5 separate regions of the Mus musculus genome follow, and all the other regions are linked to region 1. The links are chromatin contacts, called in public ChIA-PET and HiChIP or PLAC-seq maps. All regions are on one chromosome and are shown on one strand. The core of a region is the stretch at or near the end of the contact, and the rest is flanking DNA. Distances in the headings are between cores, read along the strand shown.

Region 1 (2,700 bases), core at 77-2,576:
TGACTTTATTTTTATTGGTTAATTATTTTTTTTAAAACCTTTGTGATTGTCTCTAATCCTCATGAGTACCAAAGAAAATGGCCCTTTGTGTCAGGGCTGGGGTGGTGAGGGGAAGGGAGAGACAGCGGTTCTCCAGGGCAACACTGGAGTACTAAGGGAAGGGGGAGTGGGATTTTAGATAGCAAGAGCTTGGAGAACCAGTCCTACCAGGTTTTGTAGTTTAAATAAGCTCTTGGGTGGTGTTAGCTGTATCACACATGTGCTAAGAAAGGTCCATTGTCTCTGGAATTCCATTTCTTGTCAAAATAAAGTGTTTAACCCGTGATGTTTAAGGTTATATTCTAATTTACACTCTATTACTCAATTGCTTTTAAACAATCTGAATTTTTTTTAAAGGATCGGAGTTAAATATAGTTGCTTAAAAGAAAGTAAAAATGGACTATTTTGTCTTCATTTAAAAAAAAAAAGATTTATTTACTTAGGTGTCTGCATGTGTCCTTTGGTGAGTGTGCATCGTGTGTGTGTGTGTGTGTGTGTGTCTGTGTGTGTGTGTGTCTGTGTGTCTGTGTCTATACGGACCAGATATCATTGGAAGCCATGGAGCTGGAACTCCAGATGTTATGAGCTACCCCATGTGAGTGTTAGGAGCTAAACCTGGGTCCTCTGAATGGAGAGCAATGGCTTTTCTTTCCCTCCCCATTTGGTCTTTAGAGTGGCTGGTGTTCAGCACATGAGACAGCATGAAATCAATCAACATGGATACTCTTCAATAGCAGCAAGGACTCTTTAGTGCTGAGCCATCTTCTCTAGACCTAAGTGCACACATTACCAGGTGGGTTTGAACCACCGACCTTTTGGATAACTGGAGGCGAATTTGTGTTAGCAAATTGCACACAGAGTAAGAAGTTCCGTAAGAGGGATGGTGATCAGTTCAGATGCCCCCACAGTCTCCTTTATTCCCTCTTCTAAGTTGCTGAGAGACTCATAAGACTCTTAAGAGGCTGTGTTTCAGGAGCAAATCTGGGTTAATGTCCTGCTGGGTGTGAGGACATTCAGTTGTAAATACAGCTCTAGATACAAACCTAACACAGCTGCTTCTGTCTGAAACTTTGAGCTGGGGTGTGTAAGTGTCTCCTCCCCATTTTGTACTGGCCTCTGTGACATTACCATCTCATGTGTCCTGAAGTTCCAAGGCTCTTGGAATTCATTTCTTGGCTGTTCAGCATTACACAGCCTTTCCTTGGGGTGAGTTAGTCTGAGTGTGGCGACAGCTATTTCATCAGAGATCATCATCATGTGTCTCACTCAGACTTTCCTAATGGTGGCTACTGCCAACAGGAAATGATCTGTATGTGGAGGGCTGTGTGTGAAATAAGAGTTCAGCACTTGGTATTAGACAACGTCCACACACATGCATCTGACAGTGAGCATTGCATCAAACGAAAAGGTTCTTGTCTCTCTTCTTGCATGATTCTAGCAACAGCAAGTCAGCTTCAGTGCGCTTGGGTAGCTCGAGACCTGACTCTGAATAATACAAGATCCGTCTGTCTTTGAATGTTCTCTTAGGAATCCCCGTGCTCATTAGCACCAAGAACAGATTTAGATCATCCTTCTACTCTGTCTTGAAGTCTGAGATTTGTGACTGTTAGCCTAGATTAATGTGTGTGTGTGTGTGTGTGTGTGTGTGTGTGTGTGTGTGTGTGTGTGTGTGTGAGAGAGAGAGAGAGAGAGAGAGAGAGAGAGAGAGAGAGTCTCTGAAGGCTTTTAGAGTCTTATAATGATCTCATGATTTCTCAACCAGCTTTTGTCTGGACTTAAGACATCAGGACAGACATTCGGGAGGTGTGGGGTTCATGGAAATTCCTTCCACCAACCAACCCAAACATTCCTCTTATCAAAAGTTTCCAATGGTCAACTCAATGAGTGACACCTGACCCTCAAATACTTTCCTAAATTGGAGTGTGTTTAATTTAGCTGATTGTTGTATACAGTAATCACGAAAGGCTTGAGTATCATGTGCTCTACCCGTAGGCAGTATTGCAAGGCAATTGCCTTGTCTTCCCAGACAACAGGAACTCTTACAAGCTTTCTGAGTTGAATCCATTTGCCGTGTGCACGCTCTTCTCTTTGGCCTGTGATCTATTTGCCATTTGCACGAGTTATTTTAATGGCTGACAAAAAAAGAAAGGTTAAGAAAAGGAAAAAAGCCAATAGACAAAGAAAGAAAAGTTTACACACTTACAAGGTATCATGAAAGTCTTACCAAGAGGACGGAGGCGAACCACAAAACAGGAAAAAAGAGTCATGAAGGACATTCTAGGTAAGAAACTATTCTCTGAAATATACAAATAATTCTCAAGTCTCAACAGTGAGAAATCAAACAATCTAAAGATGAGCCACAGACCTGAGCAGATAACACACCGAAGAGATAAAGATGGAACATAATCATGCTAAAAAAAAAAAATGGCAGCAATGAATTGTAAATTAAATGAACAATGGCTCACCACTGCATGCCTATTAGCTCCAATCAAATCTTAAACACTGACACCATCAAATGTTGATCAGAACATAGAACACCAGAAACTCTCATTCACTGTCAGTAGAGATTCCAAAGAGTCTTGCTATCTGGAAGGGTTTGACAATTCCTATAAAGCTAAACATGTGACTTTCATATGATTCAACCATCATGCTCTTTTGGTA
Region 2 (2,700 bases), core at 80-2,579, 260 kb before region 1:
TCCAACCCAATGGTAGGAAACAGAGGCGTGGAGAGGCACGGAGCTACAGTGAAACCATTTTGACCAGAAACTCAAAGGAGCTCTCATATCAGGTTTTCCCTGATATCGTTAATGATAGCACCAGGGTACCGTTCCAGGGACTGGTTTCTGCATCACAGGGACAAACCTGCCTTTCAGTGGTCATCTGAGCAGAAGGCCACAGAAATAAAAGCAACTGACTCCCTACTCCCATGCAAATTCTATCCCTCTGCCAAAATATCTCATTGCCAGTTCTGGGTTTTAGACTCCAAAAGAGCTCTGGCTGTATAACCTCACATTGTTGCTGTTAAATGTTCTATCGATCAATGAAGAACAAGAGACAGCCCGTTCTTCCTGGAGAGTAGCTACTTTAGAAATTAGTAAGGATTAGTAAACCCTTGTTTAAACATCTCTTTGGAATGGCTCCGAAAGGTTCCCGTGAAACAACGAAGTTATTGTTCACCCCAGGAGTCTAATTTCCCTGGGAATCACACTTTCCTACCTGGTTCCATTGCTCTGTGGTTGAACGTGTATTAAGTCTGACATCCATGTATAACCCAGAGGGACAAATGGGTTCCTCTTGTAAGCCCTCATTGCCACGGGCTCTATTTGTAATCAGACAATCAATATGGTTAGCATGTGCCAACTTCGCCGGCGGAGAATAAGTGAGGCTGTTTGAGCCCAGGACACTGGAGAAAGCGTGTGAGGAAGCCGTGTGAATGGGGCTCATTGTTGGCCTGGATTTTAAACGTTCTCGTTTTTCACAACATTTTATGGAGAGCTCTTAAAAGGCCTTTATTGATAGAGATACTCATTAAATGCCAGTTTTAAAAGGAGAGTTGTTGATGTAATGTCATACAATCTGCTTATGCATAAAGCCTTTTTTATTCTGGTGTTCTGACGAGTGCTTTGCCATGCCAGCCCTCCCACCACATCCCAAGACACAGAAACTCCTCCTCTAGACGAATGCTCTGAAATGCGGGGCTGTTATTAGATCAGATGCCATAGATGGCTGGACCTTTCCTGCGTGCTTGTCTTTCACTGTCAAAACCAACCCTGATTTACTCAATGCACAACCAGTAATTGAACATCTGCCATATAATGCAGAAAAACCAGAGAAAGATGGTATTGTTGTTGTTGTTGGTTGGTTTTGGTTTTTTTTTTTCTTTCTAAAGGAGCTAGTTAGATTTTACTGTGAAAAAGAGACATGCAAATTAGTTAACAGCCGTGCATTGCACCAAGCTTGAGGGAATGGGGCTGGTGAAGTCTGAAGTCAGACAGTTCAGCATGTGACTTAGGACCGCAGCTTAGGGAGGGACTGAAGGTGTGGGCGGGTGCTGGTGAGAAAGGAGAAAGGCAAGCTTGAGACAGCACACATGTGAAGGAGCTCAATGGAGCCATTCCACAACCTGTGCGTACAGCAAGCCATCATGTTACGTGCCACCAACAGATGTGGTTGTTAACTATGAAAAAAATTTACCAGGAAAAACAAGACAACGTATTAGCGATAAAAGACACCAATGAAATCCTTGGAAGGGAAGAGAAAGAGGGAGGGAAGAATAGGGGGGAAACAAGAGAGGGACGATGGGAGGGAGGGAGGAAACTGCATATACCCAGGCTCCAGCACAACTCAATTTCAAGGTGGGAAGGGCACTGAGTGCTCTCAGCTTTCCTAGTCTCCCCCTCATGGCTTTTGATGCTCAGTCAACTTTGAAAACCCTTAGCTGGGATCAGATTCTCTAGCTCTGCTGCAGATTAGAGTAACTGGGGCAGCTCCTCAAACTCCCAATGCTCAGGCCCCACCCCAGTCCCGCAGGCCAGACTCAGGTGAGTCTGGATCCCTAGCGTTTCATACACTGGGCATGGAGACACCGATCAGTAATCCCCAACAAGCAGGAGGTGGAGATGGGAGGGTTGTAAATTCAAGGTTATCCTTAGCTACAGAGCACGTTTGAGGCTAGCCTGAGCCACAGGAGAGCCTACCTCAAAAGAACAAATAGCAACAAAAGAAGACCTGCCTTCCAATATGTTATTTCCAAGCAAAAATTATTTGGAGTTCTCTTTTATTATCTACACATTTTGCCTCCTGGTCTTTGCTTCCCTACCAGAGCTTTCTAAAACAGAAAGACCTGGATGCAGATACCTCAGAATAGGGTGACACAAAGCCGGAGGAGCGACAGACAGGCAAGGGCAGCTTTGGACTTGTTTTTGTCTGGCTTAACCGGGAGGATACTGGAGTAAGACCATCTGCCCTTCAAGAAATCAAAGCCAGACACAGGAAGTGGGCGGGAAGACCCTCCAGCAGCCCCAGCTGCCTGGGCCGGGCAGCTGCACAGACCCCTGTTGTTGGCAGACAAGGCAAGGTCTTTTCAGTCTTGTGACCATCAACCCATCCCCAGTGCTGGTGGGGAGGGCACTGCCATTCTTTCTATGACTGATCGCAACAGAATGTGACAGTTGTTTGGGGTGACAGGTTTCCTGGGGGCTCTGCCTTCAACAAGAGCCATTGTGCAGAGGGCGTGTCCTGGTGCCAATGTCACAGGCAGGGGAAGACCCGAGTGGTCCTTTCATTTATATATGACAACATTTCCAAGGAACAGATGGACAGAAATCTTAAGCACTAGCCATCTTCCTCTTGTCTGAAGAGCTGCGGTAGTTGAACAGAACAAATGGCCTCCGTGC
Region 3 (2,700 bases), core at 182-2,681, 440 kb before region 1:
CCGAGCTGAGAGTACAGAGAAGCTGTGCGGTGTAACACAGGCGAGCCTAGCCTGAAGCACCTTGGGATTGTTACACAATTGAGGCTGAATTTATTTTTGATCATTGCACATCCAGGAGTCTTCTGCTATTGTCACTGTCTTTAGAACGGTCACCTTCAGCTAAGCGACCCTGTAGTGGGGTGACGACTTACAGTCAGACGAAGCTGGGCTCTGTAACATCTTTAAATATGCACACAGTATTAATACACCAGTGCAAATGCCTTATGAAAATAGAACATATTTACATATTTTACATTGCTAACCCCACTACTGTGGTGGCATGGGAAGCTGGGTAGCCAACTGATTTTTAATGTAAGATATTAGAAATACTGGCTTTCATATTCATATATATGTATGTATGTATATATATATGTATGTATGTATATACACACACACACATATAGTATGTGTGTATATATATCGTATGTGTATATATATACACGATAATATCGTAACTATACTACCTATACATGTGCATATATATATATATATATATATATAAACTAATTTGAATTGCTACTCCATTGACTAAGTACTTACGATGAATTGTATGACATACATCTCCAGACCCGCCCCCCTGCCAGCCCTGAAGGATATACCTCACTCATTTTCTTTTCTTTCAAGAAACCAATTTTGCTATCTTCAAGCAACCACTTCTTTTGTTGAAGCAAAACAGAACAAACAAACAAACAAAAAATCAACATTAAGATTTTCCTAAGCATTTAGAAACATGTCGAGCAGCCTGGGACATTCTGGAACCCTGTCAGAGCCCTGGTCTGTGAGCTAAGGAAACAATTTTGTTTGATAGAGTTACTATCTTCTGCAAAGGCTGAGTGTATATTATGTCGCATAGTCAGAGCACTGGGGGACACCCCCAGAGGGAGCTTGTGATGAGTAAATAACTTAGTAAGGCAAAGAATGGACACTGTAAAACCATTCCTTAATTCAAGGCCACGTGTTACTTTGGGATTTAAGGAAATATATTGGCATCTTCTATGTGATAAGATGCTTCAAGCATTTATCCTTAAAAAGGACTAAAACCCATTTTTTTTTCTCTCCTGTTTGTATCATTTCCTCCTCCTCCTCCTTACCCCTTCCCCCCCCCCCCAGTCCACTTTTCTCTCTCCCTCCCTCTTTCCCTCTCCCTCCCACTCCTATTCCCTCTGCTTCTTCCCCATCTCCTCTCCTCCCCTTCTATCTCTCCATTCTCCCTTCCTTCCCCTCCCCCTTCTTTCCCTGTGGTCATTGAGACGAAGTTCTTTTAACTAACATCCCATTTCCGCCAGCAGAGGGCACTGTTTGCGCGTTTAAGTAGATGTCTCCGCTTTGTTTTTCCAATGTGAACAGTATCTGAGTCACAGGCAGGCACGCTATTCGGCTGGAAAGATACTGGGGAGAAGGCCTGCCTGAGTGGTAGTGTTTCAACATCATTTTGCCGAACATTTCCTTTGTTCTCGGCTGCTTGGAGGGATGTTCATTGCAAATGCCCTTCTAGTTCCCGGTGGAAAATGTATGTTTTGAATGTGTGTTTTGAAGGCAATGGCATTGGGTCACTCAACGTCTAAATATCACAAGTGCTTCAAACCACTTTAGGTGTCAAATTCTGAATCAAGGTATCAGCCCCAGAGTAGATCGTCTTGCTCCGGGAGCATCATAAATAATTTCTGTAGCAGCATATGACATCATAAAGCAATCAGGCATTCCCTGTACACCATAATCGATGGACTTAGATGTCTTCGGATGGAAGGGTATGGTGAAAGACACTTTTCCTCTCACTGGACTTGAGCACTTTAGAATTAGTCAGTGGCTGCCTATCAAAAACGAAGTGAGTCACGTTCAACTTCCAATATATTGTGGAATATTTTCTCAAGAGTTTCATACACATCATTTATATAATATTGGATTATATATTTTGTGGTGAAGTAAGTACTTTTACATTTTTACGGCAATTATTTAAAAAAAATTAATCAAAGTGTAGATGAGAATGGCATACTTTAACAATGAAAGTCACGGTTAGTCAGATACCTACTTGACTTTCCCAGTCCTCAGTATCTCTCTCAGCTCAGGTATAACTTTTCATTTTGGAACCTGTATTTTAGTCCACCCCCCCACCCACCATCTCTGAAACAATCAGCTTGTCTTGCTATTCTCTAAGCTACTACTTTTAGATGTTAGCTGCTGTTTGACTGTAGCAGGAGTATGTTGCCCAGGGTTGTGTGTGTGTTTGTTAAAGCTCGGTCGCCAGTGTGGTGATGCTGGAGACAGGCACCTTTAAGAGAAGGTGGGGTAATTAGACCAAGGTAATTATTTCACACGGAAGGGATCAAAGCCATGTGTATGGGAACCCGCTGACTTCCTCTTAGAGTGGGTTGTTATAAAACATAACGCTCACCTTTCTCATGATCTGGCTTCCTGCCTCTGCCATGTGTTGTCTCTTTCCTTGCACTGGCTCCCCCACGGCACCATCTGCCACAGGGTAGCACACATAGGGGACTGTCACCAAGGGCCAAACACTCTAGGTTTACCCAGGGTTGAATTGTCAGACTCAAAAATTGTAAGCTAAACAGATCTCTCATCATTCCACAACCCAAGGTGGTTTGTTAGAGCCAAGCAAAGCGGGATTGTCTAATACTGTGAATTGTCCTTTTGGAATGTACCGAT
Region 4 (2,700 bases), core at 197-2,696, 290 kb before region 1:
TGAAAACACAAGGATATTCTAGAAGCTGCATTAAGGGTTGGGGAATGGAGGATCATGCTTATAAACCTGGGACTGGAGAGGCAGAGACAGACAAATCCCTGAGATTCCATGACTAGCCTTATTCATGAATTTCAGGCCAAGGAGAAACCCTGTCTCCATGACACCTGAGGTTAACTTGGGCCTCCACACGACTCTGAATGGAGTCCCAGCAATGAAGCTTTTTGCTCTGGGACAGTCAGAGAGGCATATTAAAAAAGGAACCCAACACACTTGATGTTGGGGTGAACCAAAGCAGATTTCAGCTGGGAAAGGCTCTTAACTTATGGCATGCAAGGCATCAGGAGCCTCAGTTACATAGCTATCAGGAACTGACTTTGGACCAGGTTCGTGAGTCGCATGAACCTGGAAGCAACTTCTCCCTCCGAGAATCCAGTAAAGAAGCCAAGCCCACTAACACCTTGGTATGACCTAGTAAGCACGTTGCTTAGCGACAAATCTCATATTTTTTTTCTTACAAATAAATGGGGTACCTCTCTGAAAACACCAGCACTCCAGCCTACAACAACGATGTCCTTCCTTAATGGCTCTTCTGTCCTGGCGACTCCTTATGTCCCAGCACCTTCCTTATAACTATGAAGTCCTGACTCTAGGTGCACTAACTACCAAGTTCCCTGATATCTTTTCTCAAGTTTGATCTTTGATAATAATTCCCTAGATCCTTACGTACTCATCTCCCTCCACCCCTAACAGCAATAATCATAAAAAAAACCCAAACAAACCATTGACAGATACTTGTCAGTAAGGACGGCATGCTGGAATAATATACTATATTATTGACCATATATTATCGAAGAAGAAAATTTAGGCACAAGAAACCTAAGCAAAGTTTCCCAGGATCACAAAGTGTCAGAGGCAGTCACTAGGCACTCCTGACTAAAGAATAGGACTAGCCATTCACTCTCTGCTGTAGCCCCCGGTACTTAGTTCTCCGGCGAGTTTAGCTGCCAGACTGCCAGTGTCTCAGACATCCAGCACCCGGCTCTGTTTGGGGTAAGCTTTTCACCAGTTCATTTCACTTTGACATTTTGTACTTCACCAAGTGTGTGCCACTCCGGTGGTTAATAAGCAGCTGACAGGATCAACATAAACTGCTGGGTGACGTGTAAATTAGCAGCGCCTATAGGAACACTAAGAGAAACCACACAGAATTTAAACACTGTGACTTTAAAGGCTGCTTATAAGACCAAGGCCCTCAATTCCTTCAGTTCACTTGGGCTGGGGGCGGGGAAACCCCCCAAAACAGAGCAGCCCAACCACTTTTCCCTCAGCTGTGATGCACAGATGATTTCCGAGAAGAGAAGTGAACTTTCAGAGGTTTCTCGATCAGCTGCTGGGCGACATCCGGCATCCGGTCTAACCACGAATCTCAGATGTCATAGCAACACAGGTCACTGGGAACCCAAAATAGTCCTGCCCAGAGCTCTTTCCACTTCTCACTTGAGCATGTGCGGGAAAGGTGTCTGTCTGTCAGCCAGCACCTGCTGCTCTTCAGAGACTGGGTGATGCGCGCCGCCGCCGCTGCTGTTGTTTAATCAGCCTTGTCTATCCAGCAGCAACCCTTTCTAGACAAGCTCTTTTCCTTTTATCCACGAGTCTCCCAGACTCTTTCGGATCCACACGCACATGTGGTGATCCACAGGGCTTGACAATGTGTGAAATCCCCTCTAATCCCGGGCCCTTCCTCGCTTCACTCCAAAGCTCGATGTTTTCCTTTTGTAGAAACTCACTGGAGGCCTTAAGAGAGATAACGTGCAAGAAAGACTATTTGGCTCTTCCAGAGCTCGCTGTCGCCTCGCCTCAAGTCGCGCGTATCATTTGATCACAGTTCCTGGCTCCGTGTCTGCAGAGAGACACTCCGCTGCAATAAGCAGTTTACTCCTAAAGAACTCACTATTCTGCCTTCTCCTCCCAAGTGCTGGCATCACAGGTGTGTATCACCGCGGCCAGCTGACAATGCAGATTGGATTTGAGATCTTAAAAAAATTCACTGGGTTTTCCTGAGAACAATGTACATGTACGTCATCAAACCCAAGCTCTTGACTCTAGCTGCATATGTATCAAAAGATGGCCTAGTCGGCCATCACTGGAAAGAGAGGCCCATTGGACACGCAAACTTTATATGCCCCAGTACAGGGGAACGCCAGGGCCAAAAAAATGGGAATGGGTGGATAGGGGAGTGGGGGGAAGGGTATGGGGGACTTTTGGGATAGCATTGGAAATGTAATTGAGGAAAATATGTAATAAAAAATATTTTTAAAAATACCAATAAGGAAACGGGGATGACGGAGTAAAGCAGCTGAATTTATCCCGAGAGAAGTGTATTGTTTTAAGATGAGAAAGAAGGACATTTTGGGATGTGGGGGATGCTGAGTGCTTCATATATGCTGACGATATACTCTTTCCATAGAGCTACATAGCCATCCCCCAACAATAATTTTTAGCTGCACATTTCTATTGAGTTTAAACAGCTCATGCACAAAATTTGCTACAATAAGACACCACGAGAAAGTTCCCCTCTCTCAATTTCTGCAAAATCCTTCTTGGAGACAGATGGTCTCGGATATTCTGTGGATCAATCCACGTTTTTAATTTTAGTGTAATGATGATATAAAAAACTATACAAGGAAGCTATACCTTGCA
Region 5 (2,700 bases), core at 67-2,566, 320 kb before region 1:
GCACTGGGATTTTTTTAAACACTCGCGCATTCTAGACTGCTCATTCCCTTCTGTTTAAAGGAATAGCTCCATTATCAGAAAACAATAATTCAACTCTTATGAAATCCCATCCATGGACATGTTAAAGAGATGTGGAAAGGGCTTTGTTCAAGTTACACACACATTTTTACCTGCCCGCTATCACTTTAAAACTTGGATGGATCTTCATTTAAAGAAAAGGGAAGTCCTGATAAAAATGGTAGTGTGCAGTGCCTCTTAAAACACTAGCACTTCAGGACCTTGTCACTGGCTTATCTGAGGGACAAAGAGCTGGTGCAGACTCTTTAGAAGGGGCTATAAGCTTTCTGGTTCTCCACAGACCCTTCCAGTCCTCAGCCTGTTCCCTACCAGGCAGCACTCTGGATATCTGTTTTTGACTCAGTTCACAGAAGTCTGTCAAAGCTCAGGTTCCTTTGTCTCTTCCGTATCCCACACAGGAGATTCAGCATGTGCCAAAGAGCTGCCTTTGACCTGAACGCTCATGCCATCCCTTCACGTCTCTGGTATTGGAAAGGTTATCAGGTTCCTCTCTGAATTCTACTCCAGCTCCTTTCCCCCACCCCAGAGGCTTTGTTCTGTGCTTTTGCTTTAAGAATGAAGACAAAGCCTGACGATACATCTATTCTCCTAAGACTCTAGTTCCTCAAGGCTGAGTGCCAGCTCCCTGATTTGTTTCCCGTCCAGAGCTGCGAATACAGAGACCGCCAACAGGGCAAGGCCATTTTGCTAATGACCTTCGTAGGGCTGACTGCACAGCCAGTCAACAGCAGATCTGAAAATAGAACTCAGGACTTTCAAATCATTGTTCTGCTTGCTGGGCTGTATTTCCTCCCATAAGGGCCTGGTTAAGCAACGTCCTGTTTTGCACAAGCAGAAGTCACAATACACATATGAGAAACTGGACTGGACACAAGGATCACAAGACCGCACCCACCCTTAGGAAAGATGGCTCTGTAGCATGAAGCAGTGCGATTTGTTTCTAGTCCTGCCGGTTTGGGTTGCAAGCGGGCTCACAGCTGGTCAAATCATTGACTTTGCAGTATGTGGTGTTTTAGGAATTTTCAGAGTGCCAAGTGTCAGGTATTTGCCTGACAACACACCAAAAAGACATTTATGCAAGTGACAGAACAGTGTCGTAAGGTGGCCACCAGCTTGGGAATCACTGTGTTTGTGGTGCAAGTGCCATGGGAGAACCAGAAGCTTGGTGGCAGATCATTCTTTTAGGGTATTCCTTGTGGCCTGTAGAGGGCAGATTGAAATCGCAGAGATGCCCCTAGGCACTGTAGTCATCCTGGACTTGGAGGCTGAGGCAAGAGGACCTCGTGATCAAGACCAGGCAGTTCCTTTATTACCTCGAGCTGCCTTAAGGGAAGGAAATGGGGTGGGGGTGGGGGACGACGAAACAGAACAAAACAAACAAACAAAATGACTGGAATTGTCAAAAGTCAATCAATAAGGGAGTTTTATTTGGGAGCTGACAGCAGGATTACGTACAGTCCAGAACACAGGTATACAGGTGGCCACTTGCATGTCCTGAGAACAAAGGAAAGCCTGGGGGGTTTTAGCAAGCAGAGAAATCTACACATGAACATACCTGGTCCTTCTCACTGCCTGTGGGAATGGCAAGGTCTGATGGATGGGTGGGGCAGTGGGTAAAGCTAGTTTGAAGATTGTAGTTGGCAGTTACGCTGTTAGCTACTAAATAAATCAAGTCTTGAACATGCCCAGGGTGTTCCTTTGGACTGTTTCTGGAAGATTGGATCTGGAGCAGGCATGTATTGGTATGATTTCCCTTCCTTGCCTCCAGCCCCCGCCCCCCTCCACCTTAGTGGGGTGTGGTAGGAATGCTTACAGAAGGTTGGGGGGTGGTTTACACTTCCTGATGTTCCTTCAAATTGTTGAGACCTCTCTGTTCCATGCTAGCCCACGTAGAGGGCTTGCTAGCCCTTCAGTGATCTTCAGTGTGTTCTTGGAGAGCAGAGCCTGAGGATGCTAGCTGTTTTTGCCTCTCAGTCAAGCTCCTGGCCGCTCCGCAGGACATAACAGAGTGGATTCCAGGACCCTGAACTAGCTGTAGTACGTGAGCCCTGGATCTATGTCTCACACCTGCCAGACTTGAATCGAATGGCTTTGTGTCTTTGCGTCTGTTTGTTAGTCTGTAAGACAGGCGCGGCAACAGCTGGTAAGACCTCGGAGTCATTATGAAATTGAAATGAGTTGTTATTCATGGATTGCTTCAAAAGATTCTAGACAAAGATAATAGGTTTAGTTGTAGGCAATCAATAAACGACCTAGCAACGGGAAACAACTGCAGTTAGCTATGTGGAACAGGCCGAACACACCACAGGACCCTCCTTCCTTCTCTCCTTCTTTAGAGAAGCCTGCTTTATAGTTCAAAAGTGGGCCCTTGAGATCTCATTCCTCATTGCTCCATACTACAGATAGAGCAACTGAGGCACAGGGAAATTAGGTGATTTATTTATGTTTACCCACCAGGCACGTGACAGGATGGAAGGACAGGGCACTGTATGTACTGATGTCACTCACGGTTTTGCCATCGTTGTGCCAGTTTGGTATTTATTTCCTAGGAAAAAACCATAGAGGAAGCTGCTTGTGATGTTCTTCAGATGCTTAGATAGAATCGTTTACAGACACTTTGGA

What was found. HiChIP or PLAC-seq counts read pairs in DNA pulled down with a chosen protein or histone mark. ChIA-PET counts read pairs in DNA pulled down with a chosen protein or histone mark.
Region 2: an RNA polymerase II ChIA-PET map of memory CD8 T cells shows a contact between it and region 1, with 85 read pairs. The contact joins two enhancer-like sites. A contact is called at or near these places in 2 of 115 datasets of contacts at active chromatin or transcription factors (effector CD8 T cells and memory CD8 T cells).
Region 3: a contact with region 1 is called in an RNA polymerase II ChIA-PET map of memory CD8 T cells, with 123 read pairs. The contact joins two enhancer-like sites. A contact is called at or near these places in 1 of 15 datasets of contacts at CTCF or cohesin (large pre-B cells), 4 of 484 Hi-C or Micro-C datasets (CD4 T cells, bone marrow-derived macrophages, nephron progenitors and 1 more), 9 of 115 datasets of contacts at active chromatin or transcription factors (CD8 T cells, T-cell acute lymphoblastic leukemia, astrocytes and 5 more) and 1 of 9 other capture datasets (embryonic stem cells).
Region 4: an RNA polymerase II ChIA-PET map of memory CD8 T cells shows a contact between it and region 1, with 210 read pairs. The contact joins two enhancer-like sites. A contact is called at or near these places in 1 of 15 datasets of contacts at CTCF or cohesin (CD8 T cells), 1 of 484 Hi-C or Micro-C datasets (liver) and 7 of 115 datasets of contacts at active chromatin or transcription factors (CD8 T cells, effector CD8 T cells, embryonic stem cells and 3 more).
Region 5: a CTCF HiChIP or PLAC-seq map of CD8 T cells shows a contact between it and region 1, with 8 read pairs. The contact joins two enhancer-like sites. A contact is called at or near these places in 1 of 15 datasets of contacts at CTCF or cohesin (CD8 T cells) and 4 of 115 datasets of contacts at active chromatin or transcription factors (CD8 T cells, bone marrow-derived dendritic cells, embryonic stem cells and 1 more).

Annotation. Positions count from the first base shown.
Region 1 is chr10:96,655,090-96,657,789 of GRCm38.p6, forward strand. No RefSeq gene overlaps it. Among named protein-coding and RNA genes, the nearest start is that of Btg1, 39 kb to the left of the region's middle. Within about 2 kb of position 1,327, at least 52 of the 459 cell types and tissues checked have an H3K27ac peak or open chromatin away from gene starts, as enhancers often do. A contact at or near this core is called in CD8 T cells, memory CD8 T cells and regulatory T cells, where this site is marked.
Region 2 is chr10:96,397,427-96,400,126 of GRCm38.p6, forward strand. No RefSeq gene overlaps it. Among named protein-coding and RNA genes, the nearest start is that of Gm33782, 90 kb to the left of the region's middle. Within about 2 kb of position 1,330, at least 102 of the 459 cell types and tissues checked have an H3K27ac peak or open chromatin away from gene starts, as enhancers often do. A contact at or near this core is called in memory CD8 T cells, where this site is marked.
Region 3 is chr10:96,212,725-96,215,424 of GRCm38.p6, forward strand. No RefSeq gene overlaps it. Among named protein-coding and RNA genes, the nearest start is that of 4930459C07Rik, 12 kb to the right of the region's middle. Within about 2 kb of position 1,432, at least 167 of the 459 cell types and tissues checked have an H3K27ac peak or open chromatin away from gene starts, as enhancers often do. A contact at or near this core is called in CD8 T cells and memory CD8 T cells, where this site is marked.
Region 4 is chr10:96,369,740-96,372,439 of GRCm38.p6, forward strand. No RefSeq gene overlaps it. Among named protein-coding and RNA genes, the nearest start is that of Gm33782, 62 kb to the left of the region's middle. Within about 2 kb of position 1,447, at least 119 of the 459 cell types and tissues checked have an H3K27ac peak or open chromatin away from gene starts, as enhancers often do. A contact at or near this core is called in CD8 T cells, memory CD8 T cells and regulatory T cells, where this site is marked.
Region 5 is chr10:96,332,140-96,334,839 of GRCm38.p6, forward strand. All of the region lies in intron 2 of Gm33782 (a long non-coding RNA gene), which reads left to right. Among named protein-coding and RNA genes, the nearest start is that of Gm33782, 24 kb to the left of the region's middle. Within about 2 kb of position 1,317, at least 117 of the 459 cell types and tissues checked have an H3K27ac peak or open chromatin away from gene starts, as enhancers often do. A contact at or near this core is called in CD8 T cells and regulatory T cells, where this site is marked.